4 separate regions of the Zea mays genome follow, and regions 1, 2 and 3 are each linked to region 4. Evidence: chromatin contacts called from public Hi-C data. All regions are on one chromosome and are shown on one strand. Each heading gives the region's core, a stretch centred on a gene start, on an enhancer-like site or on the middle of the called end of the contact. The rest is flanking DNA. Distances are from core to core; before and after follow the strand shown. Region 1 holds the start of LOC100277537. Region 2 holds the start of LOC100277065. Region 3 holds the start of LOC100502430. Region 4 holds the start of LOC100216850.

Region 1 (4,905 bases), core at 2,373-4,872, 480 kb after region 4:
GAGGAGCTCCTTCTCCGGGGCGAGCCACCCGCCGGAGCCGGTGGACGAGATAGACACCGTCTTTGTCGCTGTCGACGGCCGGGAGAAGCCGGTCCAGAAGCCAATCATCTCGTGGGACGCGTCCCCGCCGCCGAGCGGCGCGGCAAGCCCGCACAGCAGCATCGACAGCTCCGGCGCCGCCGCCACCACCGTGACAATCACAAGCCTCGCGCCGAGCTGCACCGTCACCAGCCGGAGCGCCAAGACCAGCGTCAGCAGCAGCGCGGCCAGCGACGGCAGCGGCTGGAGCAACGGCACCGGCACCGGCGCCGGCGGCAGCGCCGGGAAGCCGCACAAGGGCGGCGACCCCAGGTGGAAGGCCATCCTCGCGGCGCGCGCGCGCGACGGGCCCCTCGCGATGGGCAGCTTCCGGCTGCTGCGGAGGCTCGGGTGCGGCGACATCGGGACGGTGTACCTGTCCGAGCTGAGCGGCGGAGGCGCCGGCAACGGCGGCGCGGCGAGGCCCTGCTGGTTCGCGATGAAGGTCATGGACAAGGCGTCGCTGGAGAGCCGGCGGAAGCTGAGTCGCGCGCAGACGGAGCGGGAGATCCTGCAGCTGCTGGACCACCCGTTCCTGCCCACTCTGTACGCGCACTTCGAGACCGACCGCTTCGCCTGCCTTGTCATGGAGTTCTGCCCCGGCGGCGACCTCCACGCGCTCCGGCAGCGACAGCCCGGCAAGCACTTCCCAGAGCACGCCGCAAGGTACTCGTCCGAGTCCTGTTTGATTCTTTGCTTCATCAGACCGGTAATGTGGTTTTGGAACTGCAAACAGTTGTATTGTATGACGTGAGTCAATCGTCATTCCCGTATTGCACTATTGCGGTGTAATTTTCGCTTTCAGTTGCAAGCTTGCGGCTGTGGGTTAGCGTTTTTTGCTTATTAGTTCTCTGAATTTTGAAACAAATTGATCTTCCCATTTGTTTAAGCATCGCTCCCAATCGCATACCCATATACTCTAACAAGACTACAGGAGTACAGAACAGTATAGAGCTCCAGATCTGTCTTGCAGTTCATGTCTTGCTAGTTATTTTTTTTAAAAAAAAAATGTCGTGCTACTCGTAGACTGCTAGTTAGAGTTGTTTTTTTGTTATTATTACTTTTAAAAGGAGTGCTATAAGTGATGCTATCGTCTTTGCTTTCCTCACTGTCTCTACTAGTCATGCTTAACAAACTGATGCCTAAATTAGCATAGACGCAATGTTTAATGCATGTCTCGTGCTGCAGAACATGATTCCTAGATTAGGATAGACACATTGTTTATTACTCCTATATCGTTTGCGCATTTTCATCATTGCTTCTTGAACTATTCTTTGCCGGAGTCTGAAACTTCGAATAAACAGAATGGTCGCCAATTCTGGGGTGTATGATCTCTCTCTTTTTTTTTCTTTTCTGCCAGGTTTTACGCCGCAGAAGTGCTCCTTGCGCTGGAGTACCTGCATATGCTTGGAGTGGTCTACAGAGATCTGAAGCCGGAGAACGTGCTCGTGAGAGAAGATGGCCACATCATGATCTCCGACTTCGACCTCTCCCTTCGTTGCGCGGTGTCGCCGACGCTGGTGAGATCTTCCCTGAACTCCGACTCCAGGAACGCGCAGGCTGCCTGCATCCAGCCCACATGCTTCATGCCCAAGCTCTTCGGCCAGAGGAGCAAGAAGAGCAGCAGCGCCAAGAAATCCAAATCCAAGGGCGGCGAGCCCAGGCAGCAGCAGGCTCCCACGGGCCTGCCGGAGCTCGTCGTGGAGCCGACGGGGGCGCGGTCCATGTCGTTCGTGGGGACGCACGAGTACCTGGCTCCGGAGATCATCAAGGGCGAGGGCCACGGCAGCGCGGTGGACTGGTGGACGTTCGGCATCTTCCTGCACGAGCTCATGTACGGCAAGACGCCGTTCAAGGGGCAGACGAACCGCGCCACGCTGTTCAACGTCGTCGGCCAGCAGCTCAGGTTCCCGGACTGCCCCGGCACGAGCAACGCGAGCAGGGACCTGATCAGAGGCCTGCTGGCCAAGGAGCCCCAGAGCCGGCTGGGCGTGAAGAGGGGCGCCGCGGAGATAAAGCAGCACCCCTTCTTTGAGGGCGTCAACTGGGCGCTTATCCGCTGCAGCACTCCCCCCGGCGTGCCCCGGGCCGTCGAGCCCGTGGCGTTGGCGCCGCCCGCGCCAGCTAAGCCAGCGCCGGTGGAAAGAGCGGAGATCAACAGCAGCAGCAATAGCAAGAGGATGGAGATCAACAGCAGCAGCAACAGCAAGAGGATGGAGATCAACAGCAGCAGCAAGAGGATGGCAGGAACCGGTTCTGAGTCCGGGGGGAAGTTCCTAGACTTCGAATTCTTTTAGCTAGTTTTGAGTTAACGATACTTGTTGCAGTTCAAGACGAATTGTAGGTGTAGTTCCATACTGGAGTGCTAGCGTTTGGCATGTCTGACCGGTCCCAAGTCTGTGTTGGTTGTTGAGACTTGAGAGTTGCGGCTCGTCCCATGTCACTAGACACTAGTAGTTACTTAGTCAAAGAGTAAGCCATGAAGTTTGAGTAGTCGAAGGAACGATTTGTCATCATGTCTGTTTCCATTACAAGTTATATAGCCTTATCAGATTTTTCTTTTTACTACATGATCAGCAACGAAATACACCATGTAGTTTGCCTAAGCATTCTGTACTGTACCAAAATGTGAATGTCCCATAATATGAAGTGGAACAGAGGAAGATACAGAGTTACCGACCACCTCAATAAACATACGCTATACGTTAGTATACGGTGCACTACACGACCAGGTTTTCTGCTGCGCCGATGAGGCCCATGCCGGCGGCGGGGCTCCTGTGCCGCATGAGCACGCGCAGCTGCGCCCGCTGGCACTCGAGGTTGGACACCAGATCCACCCGCTCCTCGCGCGGGCGCGGGCGCAGGCGCAGGCGCGCGGCCCTGGGGAACTCCACGAACCCCTTGATCCCCCTCCGGATGTGCGGGTTCTCGCCGCCGCCGCCGGGCTCTCGCCGGTGCGGCTTACCGTGCTGCGGGCTCTGTTGCCCGCCGTGCTGGCTCGCCGACTTGCTGCCGTTGGGGCTGCTGCAGCAGCTGCTCTTGTTGGCGTCGGCAGTGGCCTGGAGCTGTGCCACGGCGTCGTCGATCTCCCGCAGCTTCTCGTCCAGCGCGGCCCTGGCGTCGGCGAGCTTCATCTGCACCCGCTCCTCGCGCCACAGCTCGGCGACGCGCAGCATCCGCCGCTCCTCCTCGACGCCCTCCAGGGCGCGCTCCGCCTCCGCGCGCGCGGCGCCGGCCTCCTCCCGCAGCGCCCGGCACTCGGCCTCCGCGGCCTCGCTCCGCCGCCGCTCGTCGGCCAGCTCCGCGGCCAGCGCCTCGCTCAGCGCCTCCGCCTTGCGCCGCATGCGCCGCTCGAACTCCAGCTCCGCCCTCAGGTCCCTGATGCGTGCCACGCAGAGCTCCAGCTCCGACGACATGGCGCCGTACCCGTACCCTTGGTCGACCTCCTCGTCGTCCAGCGCAATGATCATAGGAGGGGGCTCGGGACTCCTGCGGACTTGGCAAGGAGAGGGCGAGCAGCAGGATGAGGAGAGATGGGTGCCCCTGCCCCGCGGGGTGTAGTGGGGGTTGTGATAAAGCTTCCAAGGTGGAGAGCCGGCAGCACCGTGGCCATGATTGGCCTCCACTTGCACCGACGCCATATTTTCCGAGCTCGGGATCTAGTATTTTATCCGCCCGTCCTACTCTATACTCGATAACAAGGGTTGGGAAAGTGATCCATGCATGGCCCCAAGGTCTGGTCACCAGCTCCTCCGAGCTTCGTCTTTGTGAGCTGTAAAAGGTAGGAGATGGTCACGTCTTGCTCTCACATGCATATGGATCCCGATCTCGACGCCGCCATCATGGTGGTTCATGATCCTCGTCGCTCGTCGCTTTTCATACGCAGGCAGGTAGGCAGCAGCAGGCTGTTTATCATTCATCAGTCTCCGCTCCTTTGGTCGGCTGTGCCTGTGCTTGGCATCGTGGGTGTAGGGAATAGGGAGGGGGATCATGTGCGCGCCATCCGCCATTGCGCTTTTTCAGTGAGGCGTGGCGCGCATGCCACGCGGTCTCGTCGCCTCGCATCCTTGCAGAAGCTAGGTGGTGCGTCTAGTGCTCGCTCAATCGATGACCAAGCAACAGGGTATCTTGCTAACCTTTGTGCTGGTTGTGATAAGTGCTGGAGCTGGATATTGTCATTGTTTGCCTCCAGTCGTGGTGGCAACATTGATTGTCTTTGTTTGATGGCCATGGCCGTCTAATGTCTTTTTTTTGTCCATCGTACTAGAGATGACAGTGTATACGAGTATAGATAAATAACCATATGTAATTATTCATTAGGTATGAGTATGGTGAAATTTATTCTCCACGAGTACGGGTATGAATATAATAAGATATCGATGAGTAAATTTTTTGCGGGTTTAGATACCAGGTATCTATATCCGTTGGGTATTTGACATATGGACCATCGGGATTTAATACACTATCTCAAATTTTTTATTTTTCAATTTTCAACTACAATGTAGTTTGGTGTTCAAATTGTTGTTCGATGCTGCTGAAACGGTGAAATTCTTGAACCATGATAAAATTGTTGTTTGATGTTGGATGTTAAAATTATAGTGGGCGAGCGGATAACGGGTATCAGTCGGATAGCGAATACTCGGCGAGTACGTGTATATGTATACACATCTATATCCACGAGCGCATGGATACATATATAGATTAAGTTTTATCTCACGTGTATAGGTTTACCAAAAATGTAACCCGGTGTCCTATACTCCTATGCATCTCTGATTGTCATAATGTCATCCTTATTGCTCTTGTGAAGGTACAGCACATTAGGAAGAA
Region 2 (5,142 bases), core at 1,370-3,869, 410 kb after region 4:
GCAACTTGTAATACTACATGACCCCAACATGATGTTGGCAGCTTGCAATTGTATAAAAAGGTCTTATGATAAGATTCATTCTCTTGATGAGACATTTTGCCAAATCATTTTAAGTATGAACATATAGGACTGAGTGCTAAACTTGAATTTATAAAGTCGTGCAATAATCATTGAAGAGAATATAATCAAAAGAAATTGACCAATGTTATCCATTTAGATTGATTGGTTTTGATGTTCATGATATTGTGCTTTAAGTTTAATAACTTATGCAACAATTTTGGCAAATGCATCGTTCCATGTGGAAATAAGGAACACATGATACCATCATGTATATGTGTCTATTAGACCCATGAAATACTTGAAGGGTCTAGACAAAGATTGAATGGGACCACATATGTCACATTGAATGTGTTCAAGGGACTTTAAAGGTTTGTCATAAATTTTGAGGTAAGAGGGCCTTAAAATTAGTTTCTAGTGGCCATGTGGTGCACACAAAATTTAAGGATTAGATAATTTTGGGATCACATAAAGTGTGAACAATAGACTTGCTTATAATTTTCCTTATCATCCCTACATGAGGATACCCAAGGCAATCGTGCCATGTTTGAAACATGTTAACATTCTAGAAAATTACCTTGTAAGGACTTATGGTACAAGCTTGATAGAAGATCAAGCCGTGTCTTGATATTGGAGCAAGCAAGAGCTTGGAATCCACCTCAACGTGGACTAGGGGTGATGGGCAAATCACCGAAACATGGGAAAAATATGGCTTTTTACTCGTTCTCTTGCAATAGCTTATGACTAGTGAATTGTTGTTTATTGTTAGTATTGTTATTGTTGTTCCTTCTAGGTTTCTTACTTATCTTAGCTAGAGAATTTATATATATTGTCATATTGATTAAATTTCTCTAGTGTTTGTGATTTTAGTCAAAACTGTTTATCCACCCTCCTCTAGCCGGTGTCCTAGATCTTACACCGACTCCTCTAGCCGGTGTCACCGATGCCTTATGTTTCGACAAATGAATTAGCTCTCGTTGTTATATTAATGAAAACTTTGTAAAAAAGCAAAAACAGCTCGGACGCTACGTTTAACCATATGTCCATCAACCATCAAACCATCGTCAGTATACAGCCGACTGACCCGTACAACATCGTGCAGCTACTAATGTGCGACAAAACTCACATCCAAACGAGTCTGTTGACATAAAGGGATACATCCAAACGGGAAAAATATCCTTGCTACAACAAACATGATCGTCTTTGGCCTTTTGTCCATTACGAGTGATTGTAAACATAAACCAGTATGGATAGTGATCGTGGGTTCTGAAATTCGATCGTTTCAAGCTCCTGAAACGCATCGTCTTTCTCTAGGTGGTGTGTACTGTTGTTTGAAGGGCAGTTGTCGATCACAGCATGAATCCACCGTCCATCACATATTTGATGTCGTCGACGCGTAGTACCATAGTGACGTCAATCCTTACAACACAAGTGGAACAGTAGTCAGACGAATGACGAGGAGCGTGGAAATCTGACAGCGTGTGGGCACGCAAACGGTTTGTACGTGTTGTACGTACCTGAGGCGAGGATGGCCCAGCGAAGCGCGGCGACAGCGGGCAGCGTGGCGGCGACCGACCGTGCTGCGTCGGCCGAGGAGTCGCAGTTGGAGGTGGAGTTCCAGTCCCCGCAGAGGCACAGGTCGGCGTGGCTCTCCGTGTCATGGCCACACGCCCCGCCCGTGGCGCGGCACGCGCCGCAGAATCCGCGGTTGGACTCGGGCAGCGTCCACGACACCCGGATCCCGTACGCCCAGCCCGCGGCGGCGCCCTCGGCGCGCACGGGCGCGAGGCTGTACGCGCTGCTGTACCCCTCGCACTCGAGCCGGCTGACGTTCACCGCCCGGATGGCACCCCAGGGCAGCGCGCAGCACTCGGGCGGTTGCCCCGCGGCGTCGCCCGACGACGGGCCCCGCCGCCCGCCGCCGCCGGCGTAGTAGTCGTCCCAGGCGAGGCAGCCGAGGTAGTCTCCGCACCCCATCCCAGACACGTTCCGGCAGGGGAGGTGGCGGTCGGGGAAGCCCTGGAACAGCGGCGAGGTGGCTCGGCAGCCTAGGAGGAGGAACACGTTGTCCGGGTCCGGCGACAGGTACGGCTCCCGCCACGGCTCGAGGACGAAGCCGTTGCCCCGCCCAGCCGGGGCGAGGTCCAGCGCGCGGCAGTCGGACATGGCCGGGTCGTGCAGGGTCAGGCCCCGGTACGCGTAGTCGACGTCGACCACGCGGTAGGAGCCCGAGGGGAGGTGGAGCATCAGCGCGCCGTTGATGCAGAAGAGCAGGTCCCGCAGCCCCGCGTGGCCGCATCCGGGGTGCAGCGCGAACGGGTAGTCCACCGTGATGTTGCCGCAGAACGACCGGCACGTAGTGATCGGTACGTTCGCGGCCGCGACGACGGAGCCCGCCGGCGGCATCGTGGTGGTGCACGCGCATAGCAGAGCGAGCAACGCGGCCAGGTAGCGACGCGGCGGCGCCATTGCCTTGCCCCGGTGCGAGCAAGATGCCAAAGTGGAAGCGGGGAGTGGCAGGAATTGAACACCTACAGAGGGCCTTGGGGCCGGGTGTGCTATGAACAGATCGATTCGTTGCTTCCTTTGGAAGAGGGAGAGTTGGGCAGCATCATTTGCTTTTCGTTACCGACGTTTTGCCTTTACCTTTCTTTTGATTTTGTTTAATGCCACACACAGCTTCATCGTGTGCCCTACTAGCACTGGCACAGTAGCTCTGACTACGCTCCGCTGCTCTTGAAAACGAGATCGGCGCCTGAAAGGACGAGAATGCAGCCGCCGCCGCTTTGAGCGAGGCCGTCTTTCGTCAGCTTCTGTATAGCACGGAAAACAAATGAAATGATCGATCTGGGATCAGATCATGGAAAGCTGTGCTCCCTCGCTTCTTTCGATAAATAAAGAGGAGGAGAATCCGGCCCTTTCTCTTTTCTCCCTTCTCTAGAATAGAATAAAAAAGGTCACCGTGGCCCGTGGGCTGTGATTTGTGAACGAGAAGATCCCTAGAAGGCTAGAACAGTGTGAGAGGAAAGGAATATGGTCTCCGCCACTACAGTGTCACTTCCCCAACCTCTTTTGTCCGTTACATCACACACCCAAAGAAGCTGTCCACGCCGCAATGCAGCGGTGGCGCTCACAGCACGCCGAACATCACCAGGAGGAACGGCAACGCACACGCCCTTTCGCACCCAGGAGCTGGAGGCGCCCCTGGATCCGGGATCCGACCCGGAGTACCAGGACTTCCAGTTTCGGTTCATCCCGGAGGTGTTCGAACTCCAGATGGGCGGCGCGACGGGGTGAGGAATGGAGACGGCAAGGTAACGGCGGAGAAGGTTCTTGGGTTCGAGTTCGACAAGGTCAGGATCAGCATTGCGTCCAGCGACGACGAGGCGGACGGAGACGCGCCGCCGAGGAGCTCCTTCTCCGGGGCGAGCCACCCGCCGGAGCCGGTGGACGAGATAGACACCGTCTTTGTCGCTGTCGACGGCCGGGAGAAGCCGGTCCCGAAGCCAATCATCTCGTGGGACGCGTCTCCGCTGCCGAGCGGCGCGGCAAGCCCGCACAGCAGCATCGACAGCTCCGGCGCCGCCGTCACCACCGTGACAAGCCTCGCGCCGAGCTGCACCGTCACCAGAAAGAAAGAAACCTGATAGTTACAGGCCGGATAATGCAACGTCTAAGATATTTCTCCCCCTAACCTTGCAAATCTCAAAGTCACCTTAAACTAATTTCATGAACACATTTCTAAAACGATGAATTTGGTAAGGGCTTCGTGAATAAATTATTGAGATTATCACATAATTTGGTTTACATGATGTTTACTTCACCCTTTTTTTAATTTATGGGATAAAACAACTTAGGACAAATATATTTGTTATGTTGTTCTTGATGTAGTCTGTCTATATTTGTGTAACACAAGCAGAATTGTCTTCATGGATATCAGTGAGTGAATCGATGGCACAAATGCCACATGATTGTTGTATGTGGTTGATCATTCTGTGAAGCCAAACACATTCACGTAAAAGCCTTATATAGTGCAATTATTTCACGGTGATTTCTTGAGGTAGTCACTTGAAGACTTCCATGAAATAGTTGTTCCTTCATGTAAGCCTATATGTGATAGGCCATTATGGGATCATATAAATAGCAAGAATTAGTGTATCTAACCTTATTATAATTTGGGTTACTATGGAAAAATAATAGAAGATCTCGTGTACCATTTAAATACATGGCCAATCATCATTGTTAGTTTATCCCTTTTGTAGAAGGAACTCACTAAGTCAGTTATACCACAATCTCTCCAACTACTTAAGCCATAAAGTGAGTTTTGAAGCTTTACATAATATATGTTTGAATTTGTGTTTGGTTATGGTATAAAGATTCTATTAGAAACCCTCATATATATGTTTAAATCAAGTGATCCATAAAGATATAGAGTCAATGTTATATGATTTTGAACAGTCAAAGGTATAACATATCAGAATGTTATTCCATTCATACTTAGAGAATATATTTTATTAAAATAACATTGGGTCTCTGTCGGTGTTTATGACCCGACCGCGCACCACGGGGTTCCCCACATGATGCTTTTAGGCAGGACGACATCATTGATTTTGACTTGATGGTATGTGCGAGTGCACGTCAGATCACACAAGAGTTTATACAGGTTCGGCCGCTGGAATGCATAACACCCTAATTCCTGTCGAGGCTGAGTGTTTGAGTATTACTGAAAGGGAAATGGCCTCAACATTTCCTATAATCGATTTTGGTGTTTGACGTACATCACAAACCATGTGGACTAACTAGTTTTTCTAGTCAATATTTTTCTCAGGTGCATAAAGTTCATATACACATACAAAGAAAATGACAGTGGGACAATTCTACAAGTTTGGAGCACAACAGACTTGCTGCAGCCAGTGGCGCACCGGACTGTTCGGTGCCCTGGATGGAGCACTCCGCGAACTGGTTGCTCTCGAGTTTTCTCGGAGCTCGTCCACTAAAAATCACCAGACTGTTCGGTGTGTCCTCGGAGCAACGATCGACTCCACCAACGGTCGACTGCGGAACTGCGCCCGTAGTCTGCAGTGC
Region 3 (5,163 bases), core at 1,350-3,849, 470 kb before region 4:
GTAACTGAGCACACGACGTTTCCTGTTCGGACGACGCACACACAGTATTGGCCTTTTGGGGATGGACAGCCGAGAAACATGCCATGTTCTGACTAATAATCCCCCGTTTGCCCTCCACCATGCATGCATCCCACGACGACGTCCAATCCCTGGCTCCCTGCTCTCCCCGCACCAGCTGCGGCGGCGAATAATCTCCACTGGATGGAGTAACAACTAAGGGCTTGTTCGGTTATTCCTATCCCATGTGGATGAAATGGGATTGGAAAAAATTGTGAAAGATTTTGATTTGTTTGAGATTGAAACTCATCCAATCCCACCCAATCCACATGGATTGAGAGCAAAACGAACAAGCCCTAACAAGGGATGGAAATTGGAAAAGGGAACGCGAAAAGAGAGACGACAGGCGACAAGCGGTGTGCTGTGACTCACATGCGCACGCACAGCACAGGCACCCACCGGGCCGGAAGAACAATCGCGCGCCGAACAGAGAATCCCAAGCCGATCCATCCATTTTCTCATTGATCCATGCATGCATGATCCGTCGAACAATGGTGAAAACAAAAATTTCCCAAGAAGAATCCTGACCCCACCCACGTACGATCCAATCCACCTAAGGCCGCAGAACTACGTACCCCGAGAGCTCACTAGCAACGAACGACCAACACATATGTACCAAGACAGACCATCACCAAGGAAGAAGACGAGTCGACACCACCAGCCAGCGCGCCCCGCCAGGACAACAAAGAAAAGAAAAGAAAAGAAACGGCTGCATCCACCGGTCGGGCACGCTTGCACGGCCGGTCGATCAGACAGTGAGCTGCGGCTGGCTGCTGTGACGGTGGCAGGCTGCGGCGGCTGCTGCGACCGCGGCGGGGTCGTCGTGGCGGTCAGACGTGCCGGCGGCGCCGTAGCAGTAGTGCAGCCTTGGGGGCGCCTCGACGACGGGCGCGGGCGCGTCGTCCAGGTAGGCCATCTCGCTCTGGAGCACGGCGCAGTAGGAGGCGAAGGCGGCGGGCGTGACGTTGAGGTCGAAGGCGATGCCGAACAAGAAGTCCACCTCGAGGTAGTTCATCTCCACCAGGCTGATGCCGCCCACCCGCGCGAAGTAGGCGTTGTTGTAGCATCTGCAGCGCCCACACCACAGCAGGTGAATGAAGCTATAGTACAAAACAAAACAGCAGACCACACACCCTGACATAGGAAGGAGAGTATGAATTCTTTTTTAACAACCAAAAAAAATGGATGGTTCACGCATTCGTCCAGCTGTACGTAGCTTGTTTTTCGAAGGCGATGAAGACAGACAGGGGGTTGGGTAGGACAAGGTGAATGTGCTTTGGTAAGAGTGGTGGTGGATCGGCAGCAGCCAGCAGGCAGGCTGTGTGTGACTGTGTGAGTGTGCTGTGGGCGCGTCATCAGCCTCGGGTTCCACAACTGTCCTTGTGACCAACCCAGTGGCTTGTCTTTGATGCAATGCCAGTTGGAAACTGTGACAGGGAAAAGGTTACCGAGACCGATCTGGGGCCCATGTGTGTATTCCAATTCCAAATCCCATGTGTGACAGTCATGCATGGGAGTGTGCTGCCGATGATCACGCCAAAAGCAAACGAAAACTCCAGTTACCGAATCATGTATTTTCGAAGCCCATCTCATCTATACGACTACCATGACGCTGAACTTCTAGTGTCGATTTTTAACGTCAGCCTGTACTGAACAGTTCTTGGGATCACCACATGTATTACGCACCTCCAGTACTAAATCACGTTTTAATATACTCCTTCCGTTTCTTTTTATTTGTCGCTGTATCCAGCGACAAATAAAAAGAAACGGAGTAGTTACTAGTATTACATGTGAAAAAAAATGTTTTCAGAACAATTTGTTTTTTGAATTCGGAAGCCAGCACTTGCGCGGAATTCAACTTGATGAACCGTAGTTGTGCTGAGATACTGTATGTTTTTATTTTCCATTTCCGTATTTTAGAGTGAAAAGGTGAGCGGAATTCGACTTGAAAATCTACTGTGTTTTTTTTTTGCCTGTAAAATTTTCCATTTATTAAAAGGTGAATGATGGAAGCAGGGAGGGCAGAGCAGCTATATAGCACGCACATGTCGTCGACGAACTTGACGGCGGTGAGGACGGAGGTGATGAGGAGGCGGTGGACGTTGAAGGAGTCGACGGCGAGCGCGGGGCGGCGGCGCAGGAAGCGGTCGAGGTAGATGTAGGCGACGACGTAGCAGGACGGGCTGCAGCCGGCGAAGCGGAAGATGCGCTCCAGGTAGCCGCCGATGGAGATGGCCGGCTTGGTGAGCCCCTGGAACGCCGACAGTACCGGGGGGCCAGCAGCAGCAGCCGGCGGCGGCGCCGCCGCCGCGGCGTCGTTGCGTTCCGCCACGCGCTGCAGCAGCGCCGACAGGATGGAGACCACCCGCGGCACGGCCGCCGCCTCTGCCCCCTCCCCCGTCGTCATGGATGATGGATGGATGGGTGGGTCGATCGGGGTCCGGGGAATGGGCCGAGCGAGTGGCCTGAGTGGAGAGAATTCTTATTGGTCGCTTCAGTTCTCCTTCTTCTTCTTTTATGTTGGTGGTGCTGCCTGCCTTGGGAACTACTTGGGGCTTCGGAGGAAGGAGGAGAGGTGATGGTGGTGGTTATAAAGGGTGGGAGAGGGAAAACGCTAGGAAAGGCCGTCGTAAAAAAGAAAGATTTGAGCTTTGCAAGTTGGCATGATTAGCCTGCCAACCAAGCCATCTCCCCTCCCTCGGTCCCTCCATGTCATGGTCTCATGGATGGAGAGTCACTTTCTTTTCTTTTTATTTTTTTACGTACTGCAGATGGAGCATTTGTCGGCTGCCAGCAGAGAGCGGAGGTACTACTCCACGCTAGTAGTACTAGGTAGTAACGGTGGGTGCAGTAATAAAAAGCCTGGCAGAGCAGGCCCTCTGGTCGATCCGGACGTCAGGTATCCATCCATGGTAGCAAGCTTGGATCGCGTGTCAGGTTTGCCTGCAGGGACGATGGAGTGACGGACAGGTATCGTGGCCTCCACGACGGCCCGGCGCATCCGAAGCTAGCTCTGAAAAACAAATCATCACCCGGCGGCGCATGTCGCTGTTGCAGGAGAGAAGAGAACGGAGACGAACGCATCTGTTATCTGTTACTGTTAGTCTGATCGATGTCTGTTCCCATGTCGTTTCCGCAGCTGTTAGTCTGTTACTGTTAGGTAGGCAGTGACCTCGACGATGCATGCCGCGCGCTCCGGTTCAGCGAGAATTAGGTGCTCCGCAGTAGTTTCGGCGGCCAGCTAGCTAGGTGCGGTGTTTCTGCCAAACATTTTTCCGTGCGCGGCACACCGCCGGGTTCAGTGTTCCGGCCACTCCTAGTACTTCTGTCCCTGATACAAGTGCTTCAGTTCAGAGACGGTGAAAACGTTTTCCTGACGGATTTCGTGCGGAACAGCAGGTCCCAATGCAAGTTGGTCTGTCAGTTACTAGTCAACCCGAGACAGTGTCGGTGTCAGCTTCAGCAGTGACAAAAGACAGTGGATTAAATTTTTTGATAAAATGGCAGCGGGTGAAGAGAGGAGAGAGTGGCAGATACTAACAGCGATAGTATGGCTGTTCGTCAGGGAGAGAGAAAAAAAGAAAGAAAGAATATGATGACATGCCAGTGTGGAGCAGACATCTGGTTGGGTTGGGACGGTCACCACTGGCACTCACGCCGGCGGGACGACACGACAGGCTTGCCCTGGCCGTCATGCCATGCCGCGCAACAGTACGGCGCGTGCATGCAGCAGTAACATGCACGCTGCTCAGCACGTCGCCGGGCTATAGCGTCCACGATCCACGCACGCATGTGGCAGCTGCCTGCCTGCACCATCGCAAGGAACGGACGGACAGAGAGAGAGAGAGAGAGAGTGGATGGATGGAGATGGAACCTAGCTAGCTAAAACACTTGTTAAAGATTACTGAGGAAGAAGAGAAGGAGGAGGAGGAATCTGGCCACAAGAGAGAGCACATGATAGTAGACAGACACCTTGGCACGTTGCTGCTATGCAAATGCAATGCAAGCGCGCTGTGTGTTGGGCTCATGTGTCAGCTCCTCTTCGCTGCCATTGTCTGCTTGCTTGCTTGCTTGCCCCCCCGGGGCCTTTCCGGATTTAATAGCCGATTTTATCGGATCCGTGGTCCACTACTACCACCAGTCCACCACCCCCCCGCGCGCTGCCTGATCCATGTGCCCAGGGACTAGTTTATTTATCGATTCCGTCCCGCCACTAATCAAAGGCCTCCGCTAGCGCTAGTTCCCTTCTCTCACATATACTGTTGCAATTGCGCAAAAGCCGGCAGATGCGCGCTGCATCATATCCTTGCCTGTGCTCAGTGCCTCAGACGCTAGCTAATCATCGATCACATGCAACAAAAGACGTCAGTTGTTTAATTAACTGTGTGCCGTGCTGTTTTTATAAAGATTGCAAAAAGAGCGAGAGAGAGAGAGAGAGAGGAAGTGGAGCAGTGTGTGCATCGCATCGCATGCCACCACGCGAGATCGCGTCTATCTACATGATGTGCCTGACTGCAGCTAGCTAGCGATTATTCAGTTTGCAGCAACACATCACCCTGCTATATCTATCATGAGATGAGCAGAGCAGGAGCTGAAAGGCTGAGGGACAGGCGGACGGACAGCATCTGGTGTCTCGCGTGCGAAAGCCACGCTTATAGTTCTGCTCTGCTCGGTTGATTGGTCGCTTGCCTGTTTTAGCTGGCCGACGGCGATCAGGGCCCAAACTTTACCGCGCGAGAATGCCAATGCCAGCGTGCGTACATGTGGCCGGCGCGACGGGCCGACGGCGAACATGCGGTGGCAATCGGCACGCACAGGTCCTATCTGTCAGACTGTCACCGCAATGGCGTCCTGAGTGAAGCAGCCCACCAGGCAGCAGCCAGCAGGCCGCTTCGTTCGTCGGCTGCTTGGCGCTAGTTGCCAGTGTCCAGCAAGCGACCAACTACGAATACGATTGGCGGTGACAGAGTCCCGCCCAGCGGTTGGGTTGGCGACTGGCGTTGGCGATTATAATATTCCGGCCTCTGCAACCACCAGCGATCCAACCAAAAAAAAAACAACCTAGCCCAACCCAACTATTCTATTCTAGGCCCAATGGGCAGACTG
Region 4 (4,868 bases), core at 1,230-3,729:
CCCTTCATCTTTACCCGCTCATCATCGCAGAGGCTTTATATTAGTCGCTGTGATTCATGCAAAAGCGAGATGAGACGCCGGCAGTGATGATAATGGGTCACGGTCCATCATATTTTTTTAAATCCTAAATAAATTTTATTTTAAAAATAATAGAAATAGAATCTGATTATAATTTAATCTGATTTTTAAATTTTACTATAGTGTAAAATTTAGAGTCATGGGATATAGCCAGCCGCAAACGGAAGACTCGGACAGCACAGCCGCCTCTCGTTCGCTTCTCTCAGTGTGACATTACTCTCCACGTCAAGGAGAAAAAATATATAATTCTAACATAATCTTATATTCTAAAAGTCTGATTAATACAGATGATTTTTTATGTTTATGATATTAAATAAATGTCATTAAATAAATTATAAAATACATTTTATAATAAATTAATTTAAACAATAGATATAAATAATATTCATAAAAATAAAAAATAAAAACTGGCTAAACGCATATCACTTTAACTAAATGTCACATAACGTAAAGCTGCGACTTTCTTCCGAAGATTAGTTGGCGTATGCGTTTTGGACGGCACGGTCCAATTATTGGGCGGGATCGGGGAGCTCAGAGCCACACCCACACGACGCCTTGCGCCCGTCGCCGCCTCCTCGGATTGGAACACGAAACGAACCCACTCGAAGTCGAGACAGGGACCCATCAACCCCCAAATCCCAGCTGATCCCTCTCCCCTAATTCCATTCCACAACACTGCTAGTATTAGTGTATTACAACGCAATGCACTTCACAAACATTCCTTGCGCACAACAAAACAGAACAGAACACACCAACACAACCAGCAAGACCGAAACCCGGCTGCGCGCGGCAGCCTGACGAGGCTGATAATACTTGATGAAACGCATGCTCGCAGGGGAAGCCAAATGCGAGTAGCTCCCTCGGCGTCCCGGCCGAGTCACAGAACCTTGATGGCCCCCGCCGCGCCGCCGCAGACGCACCGGGAAGGGGGCGCGATGCTGAGCTCCAGGCCGTTGACGGCGATGCTGAGCTCCAGGCTGTCGACGGTCGAGGCCGTTTCCAGGCCGGAGGCCATGGAGAGCGAAGTCCCCGCGGGAACATGGGAGTTCTTGTTGAAATAGTAGTAGTCAGTCAGTTGATTAACCTGTCCAAAGGATCATTCAGTTCGCTTGTCAGTTTTGCTCAGACTATTATATAGTACATGAAAACGTCCTTCCGCCCTTACTACCAGTGCAATAGAGGGCATAAGGTTACCTTACCTGCATGTTACTGCCTAAAATCTCTCCGAGGCCTCTATATCTTGGTATCTGAGGAGAGGGAGGATAAAAAATTCACTGTTCAGATCTTGGGTTCTCAGTTACCACCAGGACAAGGAGAAAACACAGCGGAAGGAGTATATAAATTACGGGGACGTCGCCGCGGTCGGTGTGGATTATCTCCTGCGTAGGCGCCGGTTTGGCAGCGACGATGCTCTGAGGGCCTGGCACCTGAAACGAAACAAAAAAAAAAAGGGGGGGAGAAAGAAAGAGGACGATTAGCGCTGTTGGCTGGCTCCAAGATCTGACGAATCGTTCTTGTACTGTACCAGTTGGAGTGCTAGCTCACCTGGTTGTCCTTGTAGTCCGCGATACCGACGTCGAAGAGGCTCGCCCGGCGCTTCTTCATACCGGGGTTGGTCTGCCGGAGGAAGTACTTCTGGGCGTGGCTGGCCACCTGCGTCGCCGTCCTGGTGGTGACGAAGCCCTTGGAGATGCCCCTCCAGTCCCCCTTGCCCAGCTGCCTTAGCCCGTCCAGGAACTTCCTGTGCTCCTCCTCGGTCCATGGAATTCCTGCGCCGATTCCACCGAACAACGGATCAATTCACAGTAAAAGCATTTCTGGGCTGCAAGATAGCTGCCGTTGACTCGCACGGAGATACTTTTGTGTGTGTGTGTGTGTTGTGTAAATGCCTGAATGTTTTACTGGTTGGTTTCTGAATCTAAGAAAGGACAACATTTTCCGTTGGAATCCATCGTCCATCGTGGGATTAATTACAAGAAGAGCAGAGCAGTAAAGAAAGCGATTGATAGAAATCCAGAAAGAAAAAAAAAGCTCACCTTTCTTCCTGTCCTGTGCCTTGCGACGGCGGCGCTTCTGCTGGCCGGACGCCAGCTCCGCGTCGTCGGAGGCGTACCCCTTGCAGCCCTCTTTCTCCTCCGGCGACAGCAGCGGGTTGATGGTGAGGTCGGGCATGCTGGAGCTCTTCCTCAGGTCCATCGGCGACTCCTCCGGCTCCCCGCTGCCGCCACCCCGGTGGACGTCCACGCCGAACAGCCTGAGGAGCACCGGCGTCATCGTCTCCCTCCGCTGCTGCCCCTCCTCCTCCGGCCGGTCCATGTCCATTCGGTCCCTGCTTTGGATGTGCTGCTTTGGAGGCTACCGTAGGCCGCACTCGCGGTTGCGGCACAAGAGGCCAAGCAGGAGAAGAGTACCTGTGGTGCCCCGCCCCCCTGGGGGGGCCTTGCTCCGTTGGTCTTGCTTACATTTATGGGATCGTATCCAGTGCACAAGGGCCACGCCGTGCACAAATGCACAAAACGAAATCTGGCCGTCCATTTTCCATCCAACGACATGACGGCGCGGGGGGTTTTTCACAAAACAGACTCGGCAAGCTACGGAGGCTGCGGGAGGGTTCATCTGCATATTTACGACGGCCGTTGGATGGAAAATGGACGGCCAGATTTCGTTTTGTGCATTTGTGCACGACGTGGCCCTTGTGCACTGGATACGATCCCTACATTTATATGCCCGGTCTCTGTGTTATTTCCTTGAGGAAACCGATATGTCCTGAAAAGTTTTAAGCCTTCTGATCTGTATTTTTTTTATTATTGAAGCGAATTAGATTGGTCTCGGAGCGAAATTATGGTTGACCGATGCGGCCGAGGCAGATTTTCGTGAAACGGCACGGATTATGATACAATTGTTCGCCCAGCTTCGACTACTAGTGCATCGGCAATAATAATACAGAGGCACGTAATAACAAATTCGGCGGCGTCACCAATCACGTCAAAAATGAATCCCTCGTCGTCAGTAACCACGTCGAAAACAGATTCCTCGTCCCGTTCTTTTTTTTTCGCGGTCTTCGAAATTGCCAACGAAACACGCCTGCACATCTGACTGTTTTTTTTTATGAACTCATGTTCGTTCGTAATTCGTATGGGGCAAACAGACTTGGCATTCCAGGTTACCGAATTTTTTACATTTTAGCCCTTTTATAGGAAAAAAATCACGTTTAGACCTTAAAAAATTTTAATAGCAATTTTGGACCCTTTGCTCGGCGCCATAGGCTATGGCGCCGAGGTAACACAGCTCGGCGCCACAGATCTTGGCGCGAGGTACGTGCTACGCTGGCACACCTGGCCGACGTGGCACCGAGCTCGGCGCCACAGATCTTGGCGCCGAGCTCGGTTGTGTTTTAACAGTTTTGTTGGAAAGCTGTAAGCATAAGGCTTGTCTAGCCCAGTTGGTAGAGCACAATGCTTTTCACCTTGAGGTCCTGAGTTCAAGCCCATAGTTTGCATTTCAATATTCTTGTCTTTATCATTGATTTGTTTTTTTTTGTTTATGTCGCTGATGTGTCCATACAAATTTATTTTTAGGTACCATGATCCTCGTTTTTTTGGGTAAATTAAAATGCGAGCAGTATAAGCATGACACTTAAACCTCTCGATTCGCAGCGAGCATGGCTAGTATTTTTCTTTTTTCTTCCAAGTAAATACCTTTTCCCGTATATTGTCCCATTTTGGTGTCCTTTAAGTCCGATAGAGCAAGGACACCTGTGTCTTGATACGTAGATTAAAGACAATGTCGTCAAGCAGAGAGAGGCTTTAAGATTCGTGCGTACGATGCCACGATGGTGGCCGGCAATGGAGCGTGTAGCCACCATGGTCGTGTGCAGTGTGCTCCACTGAGCCGGCTGGGTCCTTCACTCGCCGCTTTTACTATAGTATAGGAACCAACAACCGGATCGCGTACTTGTTAATTAGTCCACCGATACTCTGACGTATTTTCCGCCTGACACGTATACATATAGCTAGCTAGCTTGTGTTACGTACGTACAATGGTCAATGGATGAAAATGGACTCTGGCCGGAGTGCACAGTCGAGACTCGAGACTAGTACTGAATTCACTTGCAAGTCAAAGGTTACAGCTATATACATACTTTATTACAACGAGGCCAGGTTGCAACAGTATTTTTATTTTGTACCCTGACCATGTAAATCGAGAGGTTTAAGTGTCCTGCTTATACTGCTCGCGTTTTAATTTACCAAAAAAAAACGAGGATCATGGTACCCAAAAATAAATTTGTATGGACACATTAGCGACATAAAAAATACAAATCAATGATAAAGACAAAAATATTGAAATGCAAACTATGGGGCTTGAACTCAGGACCTCAAGGTGAAGAGCCTTGTGCTCTACCAACTGAGCTAGACAAGCCTTATACTTACAACTTTCCAACAAAACTGTTAAAACACAACCGAGCTCGGCGCCAAGATCTGTGGCGCCGAGCTCGATGCCACGTCGGCCAGGTGTGCCAGGTGTGCCAGCGTAGCACGTACCTCGGCGCCAAGATCTGTGGCGCCGAGCAAAGGGTCTAAAATTGCTATTAAAATTTTTTAGGGTCTAAACGTGATTTTTTTCCTACAAAAGGGCTAAAATGTAAAAAATTCGGTCCAGTTACTCATCAACGTACGTGTCGATGTCTGCGTGACTAGGCTGGCCGGGCTCCTACTACCTTATGCTTACTGCTCACTAAGTAGCTCGTATAGGATGTACTCTTGGTATCTCCACAGCGGCGACAGGGCTAA

What was found. Hi-C and Micro-C count contacts between places; a contact is called where the count stands out from the background.
Region 1: a contact with region 4 is called in a Hi-C map of ear, with 2.7 times the contacts expected there. The contact joins the promoter of LOC100277537 here to the promoter of LOC100216850 in region 4. A contact is called at or near these places in 2 of 25 Hi-C or Micro-C datasets (ear and tassel).
Region 2: a Hi-C map of endosperm shows a contact between it and region 4, with 1.9 times the contacts expected there. The contact joins the promoter of LOC100277065 here to the promoter of LOC100216850 in region 4. A contact is called at or near these places in 4 of 25 Hi-C or Micro-C datasets (bundle sheath, ear, endosperm and 1 more).
Region 3: a contact with region 4 is called in a Hi-C map of tassel, with 8 times the contacts expected there. The contact joins the promoter of LOC100502430 here to the promoter of LOC100216850 in region 4. A contact is called at or near these places in 4 of 25 Hi-C or Micro-C datasets (bundle sheath, ear, endosperm and 1 more).

Annotation. Positions count from the first base shown.
Region 1 is chr1:95,220,845-95,225,749 of Zm-B73-REFERENCE-NAM-5.0, reverse strand. LOC100277537 reads right to left here and starts at 3,622. Exons shown (of 1, transcript NM_001151068.2): 1 at 2,695-3,622. The coding sequence starts at 3,548. The coding sequence ends at 2,799. It overlaps LOC103637670 (serine/threonine-protein kinase D6PK), which reads left to right. Exons shown (of 2, transcript XM_008660229.4): 1 at 1-744; 2 at 1,439-2,646. The coding sequence ends at 2,375.
Region 2 is chr1:95,282,149-95,287,290 of Zm-B73-REFERENCE-NAM-5.0, reverse strand. LOC100277065 reads right to left here and starts at 2,619. Exons shown (of 2, transcript NM_001150732.2): 1 at 1,575-2,619; 2 at 1,088-1,476. The coding sequence starts at 2,526. The coding sequence ends at 1,430.
Region 3 is chr1:96,166,026-96,171,188 of Zm-B73-REFERENCE-NAM-5.0, reverse strand. It overlaps LOC100502430, which reads right to left and starts at 2,599. Exons shown (of 2, transcript NM_001357792.1): 1 at 2,103-2,599; 2 at 670-1,124. The coding sequence starts at 2,464. The coding sequence ends at 806.
Region 4 is chr1:95,694,993-95,699,860 of Zm-B73-REFERENCE-NAM-5.0, reverse strand. It overlaps LOC100216850, which reads right to left and starts at 2,479. Exons shown (of 5, transcript NM_001143242.1): 1 at 2,115-2,479; 2 at 1,624-1,847; 3 at 1,425-1,505; 4 at 1,278-1,325; 5 at 502-1,162. The coding sequence starts at 2,400. The coding sequence ends at 956.